Regions from separate parts of the Sus scrofa genome. Here region 1 is linked to region 2. A link is a contact called in public HiChIP or PLAC-seq data. All regions are on one chromosome and are shown on one strand. Each heading gives the region's core, a stretch centred on a gene start, on an enhancer-like site or on the middle of the called end of the contact. The rest is flanking DNA. Distances are from core to core; before and after follow the strand shown. Region 1 holds the start of CAB39L (calcium-binding protein 39-like). Region 2 holds the start of RCBTB1 (RCC1 and BTB domain-containing protein 1).

Evidence for each region. HiChIP or PLAC-seq counts read pairs in DNA pulled down with a chosen protein or histone mark.
Region 1: an H3K27ac HiChIP or PLAC-seq map of alveolar macrophages shows a contact between it and region 2. The contact joins the promoter of CAB39L here to the promoter of RCBTB1 in region 2. A contact is called at or near these places in 1 of 5 promoter capture datasets (liver), 5 of 47 Hi-C or Micro-C datasets (blood, embryonic fibroblasts, fetal heart ventricle and 2 more) and 2 of 2 datasets of contacts at active chromatin or transcription factors (alveolar macrophages and skeletal muscle).

What each region holds. Positions count from the first base shown.
Region 1 is chr11:18,296,207-18,300,220 of Sscrofa11.1, reverse strand. It overlaps CAB39L (calcium-binding protein 39-like), which reads right to left and starts at 2,552. Exons shown (of 11, transcript XM_003130971.6): 1 at 2,272-2,552. It overlaps SETDB2 (histone-lysine N-methyltransferase SETDB2), which reads left to right and starts at 1,987. Exons shown (of 14, transcript XM_013980508.2): 1 at 1,987-2,120.
Region 2 is chr11:18,130,437-18,134,622 of Sscrofa11.1, reverse strand. It overlaps RCBTB1 (RCC1 and BTB domain-containing protein 1), which reads right to left and starts at 2,610. Exons shown (of 14, transcript XM_021065311.1): 1 at 2,480-2,610; 2 at 1,586-1,670. All of the region lies in intron 4 of EBPL (emopamil-binding protein-like), which reads right to left.

The DNA.
Region 1 (4,014 bases), core at 1,303-3,802, 170 kb before region 2:
TTTGGTGTCATTGAGAATGTACACTTTCGGAGTTCCCGTCATAGCTCAGTGGTTAACAATTCCAACTAGGAACCATGAGGTTGCAGGTTCGATCCCTGGCCTTGCTCAGTGGGTCAAGGATCTGGCATTGCCGGGAGCTGTGGGTGTAGGTTGCAGACGTGGCTCAGATCCCACGCTGCTGTGGCTGTGGCATAGGCTGGCGGCTACAGCTCCGATTCCACCCCTAGCCTGGGAATCTCCAAATGCCACAGGAGCAGCCCAAGAACAAAGGCAAAAAGACCAAAAAAAAAAAAAAAAGAAAGAAAGAAAGAATGTACACTTTCAAGAAAAAAAAAAAGGGTTCATTCATTGTCTAAATTTCTCTACAGGAAGATATCATAAGCAGACCTCACAAAAAAGGACTATGAATCTATCCTTACTCATATGTATAAATTAGTAGCAACAAATAAATTTAGTTCAAATTGAAGGCCAAGTTTTCCAAAAAAGATTAAAAAATTATTTTTCAGTTATGCTAAAGAAATGTATATCAGAGTTCCGTTGTGGCTCAGATGAAATACATCCGACTAGCATCCGTGAGGACATAGGTTTGATTCCTGGCCTCACTCAGGGGGTTAAGGATACCGAATTGCCCTGAGCTGTGGTGTAGGTTGCAGACACTGCTCAGATCCTGCATTGCTCTGGCTGTGGTGTAGGCCCGCGGCTACAGGACGATTCAACCCCAGCCTGGGAACCTCCATATGCTTCGGGTGCGGCCATAAAAAAAAAAAAAAAAAAAAAAAAATGTTACCCATACCTCCCAATTACTGTATTTTTAAAATTTATTCATTGAACAATTACACTTTTAGATATATACCAGGCACTATTATAGGTGAAAACTATCCAAAAGTTTTTGCATACATTTATGAGTGGCTACTTTGTTATTGGTGTTTGTTAGCACAAATCTCTTACTCTGATAGCCTATACAATCCTCCCTGGAAATCTGCCCAGGGTTGGTTCCAAAACTTCCCCCAGACACCAAAATCCCACATATACGTAGTACCTCAGCCATCAGCTCAACACTAAATTACTGATACTTACTCTTGTGACTTAAGTTTTTTAAGACTCAAGGATAAAAAGTAACCTTTAAATAGAAAATTAATTTTCAACTATTCAATTATTTTACTGTTTTCTTTGGTATTCCTGCACAAAATACATGGTACTATTGACTTGGTGGATTACTAGTTAGCCTTGGATAAATGAAAACGAAACTCAAGGCAGTATCTTCGCTTTTGTCTCATGAGTGTCAAAACTGCTACAGCTAATCACAAAATATTAGCCTTTTAGCCAGGTTTTGGGAAACAATAAATTTCCCCGTCAAAAAATGACCCTGCGTGCTTTCTACTTCGATTTTTAAAAATAATGAGGAAAAGGGGGTAATTCCTGTCTCCTTCCTGTCGTCCCCAAAGAGTTCAGAAGTTAGGATGTTTCTCTTGCAAAAACCTCTCCCAACCCACGACGAAGCAACCAAGCATGCCAAGGTAAGCCCAGACTGCTAAATCATCAACCAGATTGTAACCAGGAAAACCAAGAATTGACAAAATTCTCCTTCACTTCCACTGTTTCTGCAAAGACTACCACTTTTTAGCTTAAAAAAACCCAAAAACCAAAAAACACAACAACAACAACAACAAAACCACTGCAGGAATGCTGGCTGTACACTAATGAATACAACTGTCCAAATGCAGCACCTGACGCTCACTACAACCGGAAGATGGCCTTAGTCAGAGGTCAGCTGAGTAGAGCAAACACTTTATTAGTCCCTCCTCGAAAACCATAGAAAATGAAGACGTCTCTTTCGAATCTGAGGATAATCGTGGGGCGCCTCCCTCTCTCCCTTTTCATTACCAGCCTTTTTGAATCAGGCAGTCCATCAGTCAACCTTCTCTGTCAGTGAGGGGGTTTTCAAGACAAAGATAATTGGAATAGCTCTCTGGAACCCAAGGGATCATTCTTCAGGCACCAGAATCCCCGTCAAGCCCCCACAATAACATATCAAAGCCTGCGTTCCTCATCACCACCACCATTCGTCGCTCTTCCTAGCCAGGGCTGAGACTCAGACCAGGAAAACCTTTCCCTTGCAGGTAGGTAAGAAGGCACCAGGTCTGTTCCCTCGGGCCCCTCCTCTCCTCCACGGCTCCCTCAGGACACCTCTATATCTTGAACCGCTAAATCGGCTTGCAGCCGCCAAGAAGCCCTGTTCAGCCACACACAAGATGGCAGCCAAAGACCTACCGGAGGAAACAGCAGCGCCACTACTCCAGCGATGCCAGCCTCTGGACCGAGGGTATCCGCATTGGTCCAGCCAGAGAGCGCGAGACAACCCGCGAGCTCTGACAGCCAATCCGGAGGCTGCGCGCTCAAGCGCCGCCGCGGTGCCTACCGTTCACGCGCGGAACCCCTGAGGCGTGGACCCGGTGGGGTGGGCAACCAATGGGCTCCAGGCCAGGAGGTAGGAGCCGTCAGTGTCCGACTCCTCCCATTTAGGTTTGCTTTAGGTAGGCCTGGACGGTGGAAACTGGGCGGTCCTTCCTCCCTGGCTAAGGCGAGGTGGAACTGTGGTTGCTGAGGTGAGGTTAGTCGATGGTGAAGTACTTCCCGGCCAGGGGGCACCCGGCGCCGTGGGGTCTCGGGGGCGTGGAGTGAGAGAGGAGCCCTACCCGCGGGAGAACCCAGCCTCGCCAACCGTGCGGGCGGAGCGCAGTCCTCAGGTCTGGCAGGCGGCGTGGAAAGCGCAATCGAGCCAGTGTAACCCAGGTGAGGCCGTGAGTGGCCCTCCCGACAGCTTCTTTCGGCCCAGCACCCAGGAACGCGGTGGAGCTCTCGGTCGCGTGGATCCCAGCCCTTGCGACCTCCTTTCTCCTTTCACTCACGTGCATTCCCGGGCTGGAGAAGGGACCGAGGGTGCGCGGAGTTCTCAACCCATTTCAGTCTCTTGTCACCCGGTGCACACCTTCATGAGAGGTGATTCCTAAGCAACTGGGAACCCGAGGCTGTAAAAGGGGCTGCGGGAAGGGGATTGGAGTCCAAAATCCAGAAGCCGAACTTGACGGTTTAGCCACTGACCCATTTCACAGGTAAGACTCACAAACCCTCAGGAAGTAAAATCGTTTATTCAAGATCATGGAGTAGAGATCACATCCTAAGAGCTCCTGATTCTCATTAACCACAACCCAATACGTAATCATCCCCATTAGATCATTAAATAAAATATGAAACATGTAATTTTGCTCTTCGTCAGATGGAAACCTTCAGTGAGTTCTGTATGTATTAATGAATGAGGCAGTGGACTGGAATAATCAAAAAACAGGCTCAGAAACCAGGCTGCCTGGTTGTTCAGTTTTTCCCTGCCACTTACGGTGTGACATGCTTTAGCTTCCTCGTGACAGGATTGCTAATTTGTCCCACATGACTGTTAGGCAGAGTGATAAGAACGTGTGAAGTATTTTGAAGCCTGCCTGACACATGGTTTATACTCAATAAATGTTCATTACTATTATCACAATTAAAACACAAGGGGTAGAGAGGAAATAGCCACAGTTTCATAAGAGCCTATTTTTAAAAACGAAAAAGAACCAACCACTTAAACGAAACTGACTATTTTTCCATCAGAGTGAAAAAGTAAGAAGGGGAAAATATGAACGAACTTAAAAATCGTGTTATACTCTAAAATAACACTGGTTGTCTCTGGATGATGAGATTATGGGTGATTTAAGTTTTCTTCTCTGTGCTATATTTTGCAAATTTTCTTCAGCAAGCATGTTTTAATTTTGTAAGTTCCGTTACTTTTAAATTTTCAGAAGTTATGAACAACACTGGCAAGAACTTTCTTTAAAAAGAAGCTATTACTGAGTGTGCTTAATGCTATGCTAAATGTTTTTGCATCCTCCTTTTATGAAATTAGAACCTTACAGATAAAAAGCATAATCCACAATCCCTGAATTCCTTCTCCCCCAAAACTACACTCCAGACTTTGGT
Region 2 (4,186 bases), core at 1,361-3,860:
GCAACCAGTAAGTTTGTACTTATACTCCAAAATATTAACTTGTTATCTTTAGAGGATATAAATTACAGGTCATGTACATTTTTCTTTATGCTTCTGTATTCTCCAAATGTTCATTACCTTGCAATTTTTTTTTTTAAAGTCTCTACTGGAGACTTAACATGCTTGGAAATTTTAAAAAATTAAGTCCATATTGTGAGTCTCATACATAACGGATTTAGATAAGTATTTGACCTCTTCTAGGCGGTCCACTCTGGTTAAACTCGGACAACATTCCTCACGTGTGTCCTGTGCCTTCCTTAACATGCACATGATATGGAACATTTTTAGATTTTTTTTAAAACCACAGAACACTTAAACAGGTGTTCTAATGCCCTGCCTAGATCTAGACTTCTTGAGGGCTCAAACCTTGTTTCCCATGCCTGACTTACTGTTTAAGGTAGTGCACACAGAAGGAACAGCATAATAACAACGACAACAGTAACAGCAAAGGTCTCTGACTTCCCTTCAGTTTCCTCTTCCCCACTCTGAGGACCAGATAACACTGACTCAGACTTCCCAGCGTGAATTACTAATTATTAAGATGGAACCAAGCTCTCGGGAGAATGTACAGGCAACACTTTTTTTTTTTAAATGGCCACACCTGCAGCATATGGACGTGCCCAGGCCAGGGACTGAATCGGAGCCACAGCTGCAACCTATTCCTGCAACTGCAGCAAGGCAGGCAGGCTCCTTTAACCCACTGCACCGGGCTGAGGATGAACCCAAGCAGGGACCCAAGCCACTGCTGGTACATTCCTAACCCACTGAGTCACAACCGGAACTCTCAGGCAACTCTTCAAAAAGTTTAAAATAATTTTTGTAAAGCCGCACACTTGATAGCATTGATTTTTATGGCTATTCGCTTTCCGAAGTTCCAGAATTTGATCATCTGGATCACACACATAAAAATCACTATAGAAGGAATCTCTTTAAAGATTAATATCCTGGGGAAGAGGGAGAGGAGGGAAGAAGAAAGATTAACATCCTTTCTCTTCAAGAGAAACAGACTAGGAGTTCCTGTCATGGCTCAGTGGTTAATGAATCTGACTAGGAACCATGAGGTTGCAGGTTCGATTCCTGGTTTCATTCAATGGGTTAAGGATCTGGTGTTGCTGTGACCTGTGGTGTAGGTTGCAGACTCCACTCAGATCTGACGCTGCTGGGGCTGTGGCGTAGGCGGGCAGCTGTAGCTCTGACTGAACCCCTAGCTTGGGAACCTCCATACACCACGGGTGTGACTATAAAAAGCAAAAAAAAGAAAAAAAAAAGAGAAACAGATTAGAGGGTTGAAAAAAAAGGACTTGTCTAGACGTATACATAAATGGACTGATATTTCCACAATGGATTAAAAGATATCCACTCCACAGATTAACTGCTGTATTAATAGAATTTAAATACACAGTTACATATTCAACTCTGAAAGCAGCAGCAAAGAGGTGAAATTCACCCAGTGCTCACTTCAAATGGTTAACTTCTAAAATTTAAAGCATATTATAAACTGCTGTCGAGGTTAAGTCATTTTCCCATTCCTTTCAGCATTATATACCTTGATGTTTTCGTGTCACTAGCCGTCAATGTACAGCAGTTTCAGAAACTCACAGTTTTTGCCTCCAAGAGCTATAATCCTCCCCCTAAAAAGAAGAGGCCAAAGACAAGACTATGAATATGGGGTTTTTTAAAGCATCATAACATGACTTTATAAAATTGTCATCCCCAGGTGCAGAGTTCTGCAGGAGCCAACTTCAGAGTATCTCACATGCAAATAATATAAACAAAAAGCCACTTAGGGGAGCAGAACAGTGTGCCTAGATGGTCATCTTAAATGAAACAGAGCAAGTAGTCTATCCGAGGCAGGACAAGAGAAATGATTGTTCACTCAGCTCACTGCACTCCTGGATAAAAAGTCCCGAAGAAGGGAAACCCCTGTGTGGATTCAGTGTTATGGGGGAAATGGGAAGAGTGTGGAGTTCGTCTGTGACACCACTACCACTTTGGAGGCCCAGCAGGAGATGCTAAGGTCTTGGGCGGGGCCGAGGGAGGACCGGGAGAGTGGGAGGGGAGGTCTTCTCTCAGTCAACAGCGCCGAGAGTAGTGACAGACTTTAGATACGGGCAAAACCGCGTCCCCACAGCTTTAAAAAAAAAAAAAAAAAAAAGGAGGGAGCAGGGAAAACTTTCCCGAGCCTCTCCCCACCCTGTCCCTCCTCAGAGGAAGAAACTCAAGGAGAAGAGCCAACAGTGCCGGCTGCCCCATCACCCGCCCCGACTCAGCGGCCGGCGCACTGGAGGCCGGGAGCCGGGGGCCTGGACCAGGAGGAGGGAGGGCGCAGGAGTAACGGGGCGCCTCGGCCGGGCCCGCGGGACGGGGGAGCGAGCAGAAGGCAGGGGCGGGAGGGGCCTCCGCGAGCTCGAGCCTGCGCCCCCCGCCCCGCTCCAGTTACCTGGGAGGCCAGCCGCGGCCGCGCGCCGTCCATCCAGGCCCAGCCGCCGGGAGCACGGCGGGAACCTCGGAAGCGCCGCGCGAGCGGGAGAATCGCCGGCTAGTGGCCGGCGAAGGGGCGGAGCTGGAGGGAGCGCCGGGGGCTGGGCGCCGGGTCACGTGGCCGGGCCGCCTCACGTGACGCCGACGCCCAGCGCGCCCCGCCTGCCTCGCCAGCCCCGCAGTCCGCCCGCGGGGTGGGCGGGGATCCTGTCCTCTTTCGGCCCCGGGCTAACGAGCCCGACTCCTCCGGAAGCCGATTGGCTGTCGGAGTCCAGTCGTCGCGATGGCATTCGGTGGCTGCCGAGTTTCACAGGCTTTTGTCACTCAGGGAACCAGGGGCACGCGAGAGGTGGACTCCCGCTGCCCTCCCAGGATGCTGGCCATAGGGAGGGGGCCGTACAGCCACCCTAAGAGGACCTGAGCACACTTCTCTTCCTGCCCCATAGCGCGGTCTGCCCACTGTTGGCATTACTCAGGTGGTGCAGTCGGAGACAAAAGGACCTCGGAGGGGTCATTTTACTCCAGAAACTCATCCCCCCCCCAACATACACACTCCTCAATCCCCCATTTACCTACCAGTCGAAAAGCACCTAAGGCCGAGAAGGTGGCAACTGGACCAATATCAGAAAGAAGGAGGGGGTGAGGCAGCGGTACTCGGTAGCAGGCTGTGAAAATCGGAAGGGATCCAAGACAGAGAAGGACCCAATTTTTTTCTTGCTATAAATAAGTAAACTGAGGCCGGGAGTGGGGACGCTTCCTGCTGCCCCATCCAGCCTATCTATTGAGACCACCATCATGTTTATGTAAAGTACTGCTCAGCTCTCCAGAAACTCCCTGGCTCAACAGGATAAAGTCCCAACTTCTTGGCATAACTTTCCAAGCAAGCTTGCTCAAACTTAATTCTCCCAATTGAATAGAAAAACATTTTTGAGCATCACCAATCAGCTCTGCTAATCTACTGAAAGAAGCCTGCTTTTCCTCATCTTCCAGTGCTTGCTCACCATTGCTGGAGGCTTTGACTCCGCAGAATTCCCATTTCCCTTGACTGCCCACCTTTCTTCGGATTCCTTACTTTTTCCCTGAATTACTTTACTCCTCTTTGCATTTGTTCATTCTTTTGCCTCAGGCTGAAATGCTTTAAATTACCACCTTTTCCTCCCTTAAAGAAAATCAAAGCCAAATGGTAGTTCAAACAGTAAAAACAGATTTTAATCAAAAACGATTGCAATAGGGAAATTGAGCCCACTTCCATACTGAGGTTTCCTTTCCCCTCCTGTAATAGTTCCTGAATAAAATCTGTTCTTTTGTTGCGGAAACCGCAAAAACTGTGGCAACGGAAGGAGACAAACAGCACTCGGAGATATGGAAAAGCAAGGTTTATTCAGCACCGGTGCGGGTGCAGAGGAGTCACCTCCAGAGTCTGAGCACCAGGTCTTTGTTCTCAGTAACTTTTATACACTACAAGGTCTTGATTTTTCAATGTAAGCATCCCGGACCTCCCCCATCCCCAAGCAGACAGTGTTCCTCCCTAAGAAACTGAGCAAGCAAGGTTACAGAAGCAGAACTGATAAGGAATGCTGGGTACCTAATTAGCAGGGCTGCTGGCTTGGACAGAGAGCACACAGTTGTTACATTATTACAAGAAGGGTGGCATAGTGATAAGCAC